3 separate regions of the Rattus norvegicus genome follow, and regions 2 and 3 are each linked to region 1. The links are chromatin contacts, called in public Hi-C maps. All regions are on one chromosome and are shown on one strand. Each heading gives the region's core, a stretch centred on a gene start, on an enhancer-like site or on the middle of the called end of the contact. The rest is flanking DNA. Distances are from core to core; before and after follow the strand shown.

Evidence for each region. A called contact is a pair of places that touch in the nucleus more often than the background predicts.
Region 2: a contact with region 1 is called in a Hi-C map of liver, with 3 times the contacts expected there. The contact joins the promoter of Ptprg here to the enhancer-like site in region 1. A contact is called at or near these places in 2 of 12 Hi-C or Micro-C datasets (both in liver) and 1 of 1 datasets of contacts at active chromatin or transcription factors (oligodendrocytes).
Region 3: a contact with region 1 is called in a Hi-C map of liver, with 2.6 times the contacts expected there. The contact joins two enhancer-like sites. A contact is called at or near these places in 3 of 12 Hi-C or Micro-C datasets (the Rat2 cell line and liver).

Annotation. Positions count from the first base shown.
Region 1 is chr15:15,654,855-15,659,415 of GRCr8, reverse strand. All of the region lies in intron 2 of Ptprg (protein tyrosine phosphatase, receptor type, G), which reads left to right. Among named protein-coding and RNA genes, the nearest start is that of Ptprg, 330 kb to the left of the region's middle. Within about 2 kb of position 1,800, at least 31 of the 93 cell types and tissues checked have an H3K27ac peak or open chromatin away from gene starts, as enhancers often do. A contact at or near this core is called in liver, where this site is marked.
Region 2 is chr15:15,980,684-15,985,244 of GRCr8, reverse strand. It overlaps Ptprg (protein tyrosine phosphatase, receptor type, G), which reads left to right and starts at 2,664. Exons shown (of 30, transcript NM_134356.2): 1 at 2,664-2,860. The coding sequence starts at 2,776.
Region 3 is chr15:15,962,800-15,967,360 of GRCr8, reverse strand. The region is part of intron 1 of Ptprg (protein tyrosine phosphatase, receptor type, G); the gene reads left to right. Among named protein-coding and RNA genes, the nearest start is that of Ptprg, 18 kb to the left of the region's middle. Within about 2 kb of position 2,415, at least 5 of the 93 cell types and tissues checked have an H3K27ac peak or open chromatin away from gene starts, as enhancers often do. A contact at or near this core is called in liver, where this site is marked.

The DNA of each region.
Region 1 (4,561 bases), core at 551-3,050:
TGAGAATGTAATGTCTGTCGCTTCAGCTACCTGATGGAGTGTTTGTTAGAACATCTGTAAGTAGGCTTGGCTTGTCTCCAGCAGATCCTACCCTGTTTGCAAGAACAATTGGCAGCCTAGATTCGTGGTGGGCTGTAGACTTTAACTGTAGTTTGCTGACCTTTCATTTAACTATTTGTGGTCTTCTTTCTATGTCTGCCTGCCTGCCTGCCTGCCTGCCTGCCTGCCTGCCTCCCTCCCTCCCTCCCTCCCTCCCTCCCTCCCTCCCTCCCTTCCTTCCTTCCAGGTTTGTGTAGCCCTGGAGATCTACCTGCCTCTGCCAACCCAGTGCTGGATTTAAGTCATGAAACCACCACACCTGGCTTATACGGTTTTCATCTTTGTTGTTCCAAGTTTCTTCCCCCTTATGTGTCTGTGTCCAAAGCGGGTAAAAAAGAGGAAGGGAATACAAGTACAACATTCTCATGACATGAAGCCCTGGGCAACGCAGAGCCCCTGTCCTCTTCCCAAGCAAGAAAGTTAGAGTGGATTCAGGTGCTGCTGGGGATTCTCCCACTCAGCACATGCCTTGGCCTCACCATGTTGCTGTGTAGCTCAGGTTGTGTGTGTGTGTGTGTGTGTGTGTGTGTGTGTGTGTGTGTGTGTGTATGTATGTGTTTGTTTTTCCATCAATAACAGATGGAATGTTGGGGCCATTGGTGAGATTTTCCGTGCTTTCACAGTGGTCCTCTGATGGCAGCTTGTGAGTCATCAGAACCTTAGATCCCAGCCCTGACCTCGGGAGTCACAGCCCGTGTACCTCAAAGACAGGTGAAAAGTGTGAGCAGCCCAGAGTGTTTAAGGAAGTCCATCTCCAGAAAGTCTGTAAAGTTGGATCACAGAAACAGTCAGCGGTGTGGTTCCTAGCTCAGGTGGATTGAGTCGTGTCATGCCATTTTAATTCTGGCTTGGATTTTCAATTAATGGAAAACTCGGCACATGTGTGGTGGTTGGTATGGACTGGACCCCGTGTATTTAAAAGGATCTTTTCAACCTTTCTGCCCTCGCAGTATTTATAGTATTAGGCAGTTGGCAATTTTAAGGCATAGTAGGTCAAACAAGGAAAGGAACGTGCCAACAAGAGAGGGAGGTGGTGAGGGAAAGAGGAGGAGGAAGACAGGAAGAAAATACAACAAATGAAAGAGGAAAGCATGTCTATACACAATTTTCTATCCACCTTATTGTCGATAAGGCGGACAGAGCATTTCTGGATTTTATTTTGAAAACATCACTTCTGCCATGCAACCTCACGGGTGCATAGAACTGAGTGTCTGGATTCTATTTTTGTCTAAAGGCGACACCACTATTAGGCAACTTCCATTTCAGAGTTCTGCTTCTATTTTCTCTTCTGTTCATTTGATCTTTCCCATTGGTGTTGCATCAGCTTCCAAAGCATGGAGAATTCTTGTTTTCTCAGCCATTGATTCTGCTCAAAACACCGAGGGCTTCCCTGGAAATGAGCGCTGTGCTAAGTGGAAATGTGTTTGGTCCCACAGTTTATCTTCAGGGCCTGCACAGTACCCCTCCCTGCAGGGTCTTTGTGAGACATTTAAAGGCTAAGCTCTCAGCTGCCCCTCAGACTGTCATTAAGCGGTGTGCTATTGAGAGCAAAATGTGGGGTGAGTTCTGTTGAAGAGTTTCCCTGCCTTCTGGGCAGGTCTCCCACTTGGCTGCTTTGAGACTGGTTATATCCTGTGCTGTGTGTGGAAACAGGATGAACTTGGCTGTGAGTGTCGACCAGAAGTCCGCTATCCCATTTATGTGGCTGGGCTCTGAGAAGTGCACGGCCTCACTTGGGAGCTTGCTGTGGTCTGCTGCTAACCATCTGAGTCCACAAACCGAGGCCTTTAAAAAAAAACATGACTGGCACAAAATAACCCTGGGGCTGAATTTGGTGTGGTTCGTGCAGATAGTTGAAAGGCTCACTATCTTTTCCTCATCAGAGCAGTTGCTTAATGTTTGCTGGAAACTGCAGATGAAACTCCTCAGCAAAGAGTATGCCTGTTTCTCCCCTCTGGAGGGGAGAGCCTTTCACTCATTGGACGGTGAGGGTTAAGGCATGGGGAGGAGGCAGCACAAGGATCCGGAAGCCCTCTCTGGTGCAGGTCTGTTCTTATAGTCACCCCTCCCTGTGAGAATATTCTATGCAGTTGTGAAAAGCTAAGTTAGCCAGGTAACAGGTTAGGCATGTGCTGCCTTCCCTGTAATGAGGACTGAGGTGCAGCCTCAGTGGAGTCTAAAGCCTCTCATCCCCTTTGATTGCTGCTGTTCCCTGCTCCCGTGCCTCAAACTATCATCATTTCCCTTTCTTAGAAGCTGAGTAGAACAAACTCGGGCCGTGTGAAATATAACTCTCTAAACATGTTTCTAGAACAAGGCAGTGCCCAGCTTCTCCATTGGAGTTCACAGACTGCTGATCTAATTCAGAGCCTGCTAACCTCCCGGCACTTAGAGTGTGAACAATTTTCTGTCTCAAGTGAACAGGGAATGAAAAGAAACCCCATCACATTTTCAAAATCAAACTTGTTATTTTGCCTGAGTCTACTTTTTTATCCTCTACTTGGAAGATCAAATTACATGAATTTACTGAAAGAAAAATCATAGCAATTGTCAAATTGCATGAACAGGGGATTGATTCATCCGTCGTGGGGGTGTTGACATTTTCTCCAGTCTGTTGCTGAAGTTTACGAGTGTTTAAATGATGGGCTGCCTTGGTACCCCTATAACCACACGGGTTTTAAATGATGGAGACACTGGTGGGTTAATGTTTTTGTTTCACTTTTTCCTCCATTCGTTTCAGAAGATACTACAAACAAGGGATTTAAAGATGCCTTTTCTCTTTCCTGTAGCATGTAAAGATGTTAAGAACACCATAAGTATTGAGGTGGAATGAACACTCAATAAACAGTTGCTCTGTAAAACAATTGCTTGGTGAGATACCTCAGGTCTCAACTAATTGCCAGTGTTCTCTCCTTTGCACCCTGGAGATATTTGGCATTGTTGGGGGATTTACGGGGAGGAGGCTGTCATTGACACCTTCCTTTCTGAAGTTCTCCAGGCCCTCTCAGCAATAGGGGGTTTTGTCCGCATTGAGAAGCCTTCCTGTATTATTATTTCACATTCTAAAATTCTTGTTTACTGAAGAATTAAGTTCGAATTTTCAAAAAAAAAAGGTGGAAGAAGATTGTCTTCACTCAATTATTCTTCTCATCCACTGATTATTATTATTATTATTATTATTATTATTATTATTATTATATTTCAAATGCCTCCGTATTAAACCCTAGGATTTCTTTCCAACACTGGATCTTGACATTGAATCGCAAAATGAATTGCTCTTTTCGTGGCCATATGCTTCTGTTTGCATGCTTCCTTCAGGAGAAGTCCATTGATTGACCCAAACTGTCCTTTGGATGTTAGGTTCCCATTGTGGATCACTGCCCCAAAGACGATGGAGTAAATTCCTCAACTTGTTCTCATTGGGACTTCACATTGACAGGGAATGAATGTGAAAACTGCATTAGATGGTTTAGGGGACAGAGTGCCAGAGACAAGCCACCATCGAATGAGTGGCAGAGCATGGGAGATAACTCTGGCCTCTTCATAGTGGGACCTGTGAAAGAAGTGTATGGTTTGAGAGTCTTAATTTTCATTTTCTTTATAACATATACAAATACCACCCCAGATACTTGTTGAGACTAAATAGAAAGCACTGAATTATCAGCAATGAAATACTAAGTCTTAATTAAAGTTCTCAGTACTGTCCTCTCTTGCCCTATATTTTTGAATATTGACGTGATTAAGAATAGAATAACAGGGACTGCATTATCTTTTTTTTAAAAACTCCTACAAATTGCTTTTAAGTTCCCCACGATCTGGTTGACAATTGCAACTGTAAGTATTTATAGAGGATGATAGAGAAGGAACTACCTACACGGCATCTATAAATACACTCTACGTACAGAGCTCACAGTGACAGCCATCTTTCCTCTATCAAATGTGCGTGATTTTCAGATTCGAATAAAGAGCCCTTGTGTTTGCACAAATCACTTTGTGTATTTTTTTTTTGTAGCTTTGAACCAGTGACCCCAGAAAAGTTAGTCCTGGCAAGTTCTGTCAGAAAGAATGAATGTCTGTAGTTTCTCTGGAAACGGGCTGAGATTTGGGGGTCCCTTTCTTCATAGGAGTGCAGTGAGGAATGATTGTTTTGGGTGTTTGAAGGCCCATCAGGTCTTATTTTTGAACTGCTGTGAGTGACCATTGTCCTTGCCAGCCACTCAGAGGAACATTAGAAGCAAGGACAGACGGGAAGTGTTTCTGTGTATAAATCTCAAGACTTCAAAGCCGAGAGTGTCTAGTTGCCCATGATTCTTTGTGGGGGAGCCACGGGATAGTGTGCCCATCCTCCAGGGGGACTCTGTGTGAAGTGATACCAGTGATAGTGTAATCAAACAGTCCAGAGACAGCATCCAGAAGTAGCCTGAATTATTCTGTTCCCTCTGAGGCTTCCCTCTTTCTCACC
Region 2 (4,561 bases), core at 1,415-3,914, 320 kb before region 1:
GTATGCTTTCAATATCAATTTGTGGTAAACCTCAGCCTGGGATACCAGGACAGGAAACAGCCCAGAGAGACCAAAAGTGATGTAAACTCTTAGCACAGGGGTCTCGTACACTGTAAAAGGCATAATCATTCACTTTCCAAGCTGAACAAACTGGGATGCGAGAGCTCCAGCTTTCACACTTAATGACTTCTCAAACGCCTTCCGGTGACTTTCCCCAGGTGAGACCGACAGGCTGGTATGTCCTGTTCTTAGTGTACCCAGCAGAGAGGGATGTGCAGTTCATTTGTTGAACCAGCAAACAGTATATAGAAAGAACTCAGCATTGCCCAAAGGGCAGCTCTTAGGATGGCTGTTTCACAGATAAAGCTCCGCCGAGGTCGCTAACCTCTGTGGGACTCAAGTCCCACCAACTGAGCATTAAAAATCGGCACCACCTCGAAGGAGGCAGTCATTGGTGATAGCGTCATTTGAACGTATCTCACTCTTACTGGCACCGGAATATCCACCCCTCCAACACATCTTATCAAGGGAACTGGTGATCATAAGCATTCAGGAGCGACCCTCCAGTACAACAAAACCAGGAAGAATCAAATTCCAAAGCAAACAGATTGGTTTCATTGCCCAGCCCAGGGAGGGTGTTCCCCGGGTTTGGCTAAAAATAGATCTGGGGGCCCTCCCCAGGAACTTCCTGGCATTTACTAGTTTTGCACCCCAAACGTAACTTTTCAGAGGTTTTTCCTTTGGAATTGTGGGTGCGAAACTGCTTTCCTAATCACACCATGCCGCAGGCTCTCAGAACATCTGTGTATTATTTGAAAACCGAAAGAACATCCGGTTGGGCTGCTTTAGTGGGTGTGGGACAGTGCCGCGGTGGGATGAAACGACAAGGGGGCACTTTAAAAACATGTCCATATCGTTTTCAAAGAGAGGCAGGAAAACTATGAAAAGAATTACAAATGGCTAATTACGTTGGCTCAATTACAAACTTGATGAAAAAAAAAAACCTGCCTGCCTCACTTTTAGCACCAACGTAGGAGGAAAAAATAGGTTGCGGAGAAGCCCAAGCGATAAAGATCTCAGTGAGAGCCAAGGGACAAAACTCATTACAGATAAGCCTAGTCCTTGCATTTCCCCCGGATGCCTCTCCCTGTAGCTTACTTAAGCCGCATCTCCTAGAGCAGCTGCCGGGAAACCAGTCCTGCCCCGGGGTGCTGCTTTCTCTTGCCCCGGGTGAGAGGCGCACTTCATTCGCCCTCTGCCTAACCAGGCCAAGGTGCAGCCACCTTCTCCCTGAAACCGAGAGTTGGGAGAACTCCGTGACAGACTTTCGTGGTTTAGGGAAAGCGGGTGTGGGACTGGGGCTGGATTTTGCTAGCCTGGGATCAACCCCCGATCCCTTGCCTCATCTCCCAGCAGTAAACTCTGTCAATGGAAGCTCGGAAAGGAGGAAGAAAAAAAAATCAAATCTAATGAAACCTGAGTGCAAAGGCCGCTGGGCTTTGTCTCTTAGTCCCGGAATGCAGCAGGAGAGGGACGCCGGAGGTACACCCCGCCGAGGCACCGTCAAGGTGGTGAGGCCACACGGAAGTCCCCAGTCCATGAAAAAGATAGCTGCTGGTCCCGCCTCTCTCCCAATTTCAACCGGGCCACCCTTTCCCCTTCCCCAAGTCCGGGATTCATGAACCAGGCCAGGGATCTCTCCGAATCCAAGCAAAACGCTTCGCCTTTAAGAACTCAAAAATGGAGCAAAGCCACGCAGACCGAACAAGGCTGAGGTTCTCTTCTCTGTCCTAGACGGAGCCTGGGTTACCAGCTCCTCTAAACGTACACCCATAGCCCTAGGCACGCCTGGAGAGGAGAGTAGTGCAAGTCCTTGGAAGTGGGAGCCCTGCGCGGCCGCTTTAAGAGAGTGCAACGCGCGCCCCCGCCGGCGGCAGCTCGGGGATGCGCATCACCGCGCGCCCGTGCTCGCGCGCCCCCGCCGCCGCGCGCCCCCAGATCGCTCGCTCGCTCGCCCGCTCGCCGGCTTTAAAGTCTCTGCCAGGATCCATGCTCACATGTTACTTCCTGTATGGAGGCATGGCCAGTTTCCAGCCCCGCGCTCTCGGTTCCTCCCCAGCCTGCGCCGGAGCCACAACTTTCGGGAGCATGGACTGAAGGCGCCCTCGCCCCGGCGCCCCTCTGAGATCCTTTGTGTTTCCCTGCTCTCCACTGGCCGTTTCTGTTCTGGGGGGCTCTGCGCTCCGCCCCGCCGCTTCCCTCCCTTTCCCCGCTCGCAGACATGCCTCCTTCCTTGCCGGGGCCCTGGAAGGAGCTGCCCGCCTGAAGCCCGGAGCCGCCGCGCCGCACACAGCCCCTCCGTCGCCCGCCGGTTCTTGGGCTGCGCTGCGCTGCCGACTCAACTTGGGGCTCTTCCGCTCCTAGCCGCCGCCACCCGCGGTCCCTGCCTGCTCCCGGCCCCGGGCAGTGCCGCCGTGCGCCTCCTCTTCGCCCTGCCCTATCGGCTGGATCGTCTCTGAGCGAAGAGGAGCCCTTCTCCTCCGAGAGGATCGTCCCTAGCGTAGCTTTGCATTCCCGGTCACTTTTTGAGGTTTTTCCGGGAGCTCTGGCAGCTTCCCGGATTCCTGCGGGACCAGTCGCCGAGTGTGTGTTGGGGGCCGTGTGGCGGGCGAGCCGAGAAAGCCTCCAGGCTTAGCGGAGCCTCGCTCGGAAGCAAGAACTTATTCAACAAGTTTACCCCCCCTGCCTTTCTCTTTTCGATGTGCGTTTTCGGACATGCGGAGGTTACTGGAACCGTGTTGGTGGATTTTGTTCCTGAAAATCACCAGTTCTGTGCTCCATTATGTGGTGTGCTTCCCGGGTAAGTGCGGGCCGCCGATGGGACGCGGCTCCAGCCCGCGCGCGGGGTATGCGGAGTTGTCGCCGGGGCGCGGAGCTTGGGCGCCAGTCTAGGGACCGCGGAGAGGGTGAAGGGGGGCCGGGCTACGGAGGAGGAAAGAGAGCTCTGCTTCATTGGCTCCGGCAATGTTCTAGGAGGCTGATGGTCTGAGAGGGCAGAAGCAGTGGCGGGCTGGAAAGGAGGATCGGGGACTCAGATGTGCTCTGACTGTGGCTTGGGAAGCTTGAAGCATCTGGAGTCGGGGAGGGCGGAAGGGGGGAGGCGACTTGCTTTGCTGATACAGAGCTGATCCGGAGGGCTAGAGTTGCAGGATGTCTGGGGAGATTGGCTGTGGGAAGGATGCTCTGTTGGTTTGAGTAATCTGGGGGTGCTCCCGTTGCTTCTGCGGGGATAGAAGGAGCTCATAACCGTGGCTCACTTTGCATCCCTCCGACCCTTTGTAGGGGGGAAGGAGATGTTTGGGGATGGAAGGCGGAGGCTGGCTGCAGAGCAGTTAGGATGTGGGGAGCAGCCGGCGTGGCGTTCTAGTCGCCGGGGCCGCCTCGTTTGAAACAGCCTTGCTCCGGGCTGAGGTGCAGGCTACGCCTCAGTGCAAACGGGAGGCAGCCCCCAGGACGCGAGGGGCCTGGGAGACTCGGGAGGGCAGGGAGCAGGGAGTTTTTGGCTAGATCCCTGACTCACTGGGCTCGAGGCCCCTTTCTGTATCACTCTTCTGGGCTGGGCTGCCTGGGTCCAAGTGCAGAGCGCGGGTCGACAGCTGGGTAGCTTCTGGCGTCCGGGCAGATTTTTTTTTTTCTGTCTGGCGCGCCCTCCCTCCCTTCATCTTTGCCCTTTTGCAGGCTGAGTGTGCATGCCAGACCCAGACCCAGACCCGCTCATTTTCTAGCCAGGTTAAGGCTGGAACAATATTGGCCACTCGACAATCCTAAATCATTGCACGTAGCGGTGTGCAGCTCGGCCACCCTCCACTTCCAGCCTTCAGCCCACACCCTCCCCACTTCGTGAGGGCATAGGCCAGCCGCCTTCCTCTTCTCTTGCAGAGTCGGAGGGTTGCAGCTCAAGCCTCGCTTAAGCTGTCCAGCTCCTTCTCAGTGGGTGAAGGCCACGTCCTCTCTCCTGGCTCAGGGAAAGAGGTGGGAGAGGGCGCGATTTGCTTTTCTTTCCTCGATCTCCTAAGGACAGGACACCCGGTTTTTCTGCTTTCTCATCTGCCTGTTCTGGAATATTGGAGGCGGCGGTTATTCTAATCAAGAAAAAAAGAAACGTGCCACACTGTTTCCGTTTTCCTTGGTTAATAGCTTGTGTTCTGGCAACCAGAGCGCAGAGTTTTGGTGCAGCGGGTACCCCCAACCCTGTCGTGTACCCAGGAGCCAAGCTCGAGGACCCTCACTGTTCCCGGGGATCCTCTCTAAGGGGACTGGCAGCGAGTGATTCCCTCTTTGAAGGTTTGAGGGTGGTTGTGAGCGACAGAGGGCAAAACACTGCGGTTTTTCGGCTCCTTTTCCTCGGTGCATCCTCCTGTCTCTGGTGCTGTCAACAGAGCTCGGCGAGGGTGCGCGTGCCTACTCACTAGGAGGCCTGGGGTTTACCCACTAGGGTCCTGTCTCTATGGAAGTAGACGCTGAGGAGCACATCCTCTGAGAATCTGCACCCTTCTCCCTT
Region 3 (4,561 bases), core at 1,166-3,665, 310 kb before region 1:
TGCTGTGATCACATGTCTTAGACACTGTCACCTTAAAAGGAGGGAAGAGCTTATGAGTGATCTAACCTTTAGCACATGGCACCTCAGAGGGAATCTTAGCCTCCAACCATAGCAGCTGCTAAGGCTTGAGTTGCTCTGTTTTTTCATCAGCTTGAAGGACAGGTCTGTAAGAACAGGGCTTTCTTCCTACTTAATACACTATACTATGTATACTATACGTATACTTATACAGTATACTATGCCAGTGTATGCCTGAAATTACCAACATGAGGAGGGTGCCTTCAGGTTGTGAGATAGCTCTGTGGTAATAGGGATCCCATCATGTCCTCAAGGTGCATAGGACAGACTCATTGAGAGGAACACAGCACCTAATGGCTTCTTTCTACACAGGGGTCAGGGGCTGGTATTTGTCTCAGGGTTCCCATTCCTGTAGTAGTGGCAGACATTGCTAATCAATCATAGAGCTATTTGCTCCGGAAGCCTGAATGAGGCACAGGAGAGGACTTTCGTGCCATCCCTGTGCTATACTAAGACACACATATATATATATTCACACACACACATACACACACACATAACACATATACACATGGGCAATTTTTAGGATTTTCTGGCCCATGGAATTTCATTGGTTTCATATTTGACTCAGGTTTGTTTATTTGGGAACAAGGAATCCAATCTCTTGATGGCAGTTACATCATATTCTAATTGGTGAGATCGGCTGATAGAGGGAGGCTTAGGGATCTAAAATTACTCACCTATTTTCCCTTTCTTCAAAGCCCAGAGGTTTTGCGTCAGATTATGGTTCTTACAGGACTGTTTTGTATTCTGCAATGACGCCTCTTTGAAGTCTTAGCCATTTAAGTTAAGTGTTAAGTATGGGCTGAGTGACTGCAGTTTTTAAAACCCGTGACTGACTTAGTGGATTCCGCTCCTCTGTTTATGCCTGGTGGAGTATCTTGTGTTTAGTGTGAATACCTTTATCAGCCTTTATGGTAGCCTATCTCTCAGAATTTGACTGGTCCTTCGGTGGGTGTTATTTTTATAAGAGAAAATTGGAGGGAGTGCCGGGAGCTTGAGGAATTCCCTTCTGTAAGGTAGGACACACATTCTTGGTATTTGGCACATACCATTTTTTTTTTGATGCCATCAAACAATCCTGTGCTTGTTTCCTGAATGTGACTTCGTCTTCCTAAAGGTCCCCTCTAGTGGTTTTGGGTAATTTCCTGGGAATCCACTTGAGGTGTTCCACCTGGTACAGTGGCCACTAATCTCATATGGCTGCTGGGGATGTACACCTTGGTCTGAGGTGTACTTCAGTATGAAATACATGTTCCTACAACATCTCATTAAAGTGTTATGTTGCCAGGCTGAGAACAGAGCTCAGTGGGTAAGTGTCGTCACATAGTATGAGGATCTGTGCTTAGTCCCTAGAGCCTGTGTTAAACAAGCTTGTAATTCCAGTTCTGGGTGGTGGAGTCTGAGGGAGCCCCAGGTTTGCTCTGCTGGCCAGCCTGCCTAGCCTAGTGATGGATTTCCTCCAGCAGCCATAAGCGTCCTATAACCTTCTAAAACACTGCCCCCAACTGAGGCCCAAGGTTAAAATCCACGGTGAACATTCTCTTTTAAACGACTGCAGGTGGAGATCTCTCAGCTCCAAGCATAGGATATGTTTGGTTTCTGTCTCCAGCACATGCTAACCCAATGGGTCTTTGAAACAGTGTGTTCTGTGCACCCCATTCTACTTGTGATCCTCTTTTTCCTGTACCTACTGGAGACGGGGTCCTGTACTCACAAGGACATCAGAAGGCACAGATGTGGAAGTCTCTTAAATAAAGTGGCATAGTGTTTGCGTGTAGTCTCCACATAACATAACATGTTTTCCTGTATATATGTAAAGTTGAGGTTATTTCTTCCACTGTGTAAATGCAAATAATGTTTTGTTGTTGTTGTTGTCGATGTTGTTGTTTTCTTAAAAATGAGGTCTGACTCAGACCAGGTGTTCAGGGACTGAAGAGAAATAAAATATGGTCCTGTATTAGTTGCTGTTCTTGGTTCAGTGATTGAAATATTTGACAAAGGCAACTAAGGGAAGGAAGGAAGGGTTTAGCTCACAGCTCAAGAGTATAGTCCGTCATGGCAAGGGTGTCCTGTTGGTAAGAGCACGAGGGAGCTGATCACGCCATATCCAGTCAGGGAACCGAGAGAGATGCTGATGCTGGAAGGCTTCTGCAAGGGTGCCTTCGTCTTCCCTCCACAGGGAACTGATTCGAGAATCGCAGATGGCCAGAGGTTTATCGCTTCCGCAATTCAAGCTTCTGTCAAGCTGATAATCAATTTTAACCACACAGGAGAGAGTGGTTTGTAAACACTCTAAAGCCTGGCTGGTATTTCCTATGTGCACAGGAGGTAGGGAGCTGGTGAGCAGAGGTAGTCATGGGAGGTGGCTGACCTTACATAGAGCAGCCCAGTCACAGGGCTGAGACACAGGGCTTCAGGATGTGGACCCTTGCCTGCCGTGTGTCTTAGCGGCTTCTTCATGCAACACAGTGATTAGTTTTTGGGTGCCCTCCTTGCACATGCTCACTGCAGGTATCCGGATGCCTGGCAGCGGATGCTGGCTTCACTGACTTCATTGGCACCCACAGCCGTGAAGAAGCACCTTGAAAGGCTCTTATAACTGTCATAATGATCTTCAGAACGAGACTTGAGTAGCTGCTAGCTTTCATGGACTAGGGCTGTATCTTTAGTTCCAGATTTCTTCACTGATAAGATTGGCTCATAGGGTCATAGTCCAGACTCCGTCAGTTGGTGTAAGCATAATTAGGAGTATTGTAAACAAGTACTGGCCCCTAGCAGGTATGTGCTTGTCATTGCAAACTACATACTCATACACACACACACACACACACACACACACACACACACACACACACGTGTGCGCGCGCACCATAGTATATAAAATGCCATAGTATTTAGATATAGTCTCCACACTATGTGTGTGTGTGTGTGTAGTGTATATACTATATATAGTCACTGAGATATCTGATATATAATTATCTGAAATGTATCACATTATATATGTATGGTATATATGTATATGCATGATATATATGCATATATGACATACATATACAAGTTATATATACATATTGATTTATATGTATACATATGTATATATATCATATATATAGTATACACATGATATAGACATTGATATAGATAATCAGTGCATTTTGGTTACTCTCTGAGTATGGATTCTTTCAGGGCTTACATAGGCCCCTCTTTTGACCAGGAGGCTCTCTGCACTCTTGAAGGAGAGCAGTATAAAGACTAGGGTTTGCTGGTCACCGGTTTCTTCTCTAGGCTCCAGTATTTGAGCCAGATGATGTGAGATCCATCATCTCTCTCGGTTGGGAAGCTTCCCCTTGTTGAGGCTGGGTTGACAGGTGACTGGAGGAGATGGGCACACTCCTTTCAGTGACTCTTTTCAGCCCACTTGAACTCAGCATTGATATTGGCCGTTACTCAGCAAGGGTACAGATATTAGCTGGAAGGCCATGTGTGGACAGGTAGATATGCAGGGAGTAGGAACTGTCTCCTGCCTAATGAAGTCCTTTCCTAGTGACTCTGGTTCCTAGCATTTGAGTCCCAAGTTCATCCATTTTCAGTTTCTAAAGAAGCCAAGGATTTTTTTTTTCTTGGTAACATGGACAGGCATTCTCTCTGGGGAAATATGCTGATAACGTTTCACTGTAAATGCTTCTCTGGATTTCATTTGTGCATGAGAATTCTAAGAACTTGCAAGGTACAAAGGAAGACTTCAGTGAGCAACATTTCCAGCTTGAATTAAAACGAATAGAATGAGTCCATGATGGTAGGAGGCCCTAGAGGGTGAGACTGAAGTAGGGCTGTGCGTCATGCCTGATCCTTGTTTTAGCTTCTGCGTGGAATGGAGGTCAGCAGAGTATCAGGTTGCCTCTAGAGCTTTGCTCCTACCCATATCTCGTCCTGTGCATTCTCTTTCTGTTCTCGGCATTATTGGACAGCCGGTGTTCTAAACCTAAATTAAAATCAATAAGAAGCAATTTCATTTGTGTTTAACTATGAAGACAAGTGCTTCCGACAGAACATTGGACTTTTGAGTAAAGTTCAGTTTTGTTACTTCTTTCTGTCCGAAAAATAATTCTTTGTGGTTGGTGTCTCCAAATGTGATCGTTCTTCACTGTAAGCCCTGCTTTGATGTAAAGCCTTGCTCACCATCGTGTCTTCAAAACTTAGACTGTTGGCCTTGGAATTGTGTTTGCCTTTTATAGATTCCCAGCAACCACAGCGTCTTTGCATCTGGGCTTTTAGAAAAACATTGTTGGAGAAGCAGATCTATCCTACCCATCCCCGTGTTTGCAAGCCACTCCCAGGTCATGTACTTTGGAGTTTGATGTCTGGTGTCTTCCTGTGGGAATGTCACATTTTCCCTTCTGTTCTTCCTTCCTTCCCTCCCTCCCTTCCTCCCCTCCCTCTCTCCCTCCCTTCCTCCCCTCCCTCTCTTCTTCCCTTTCTT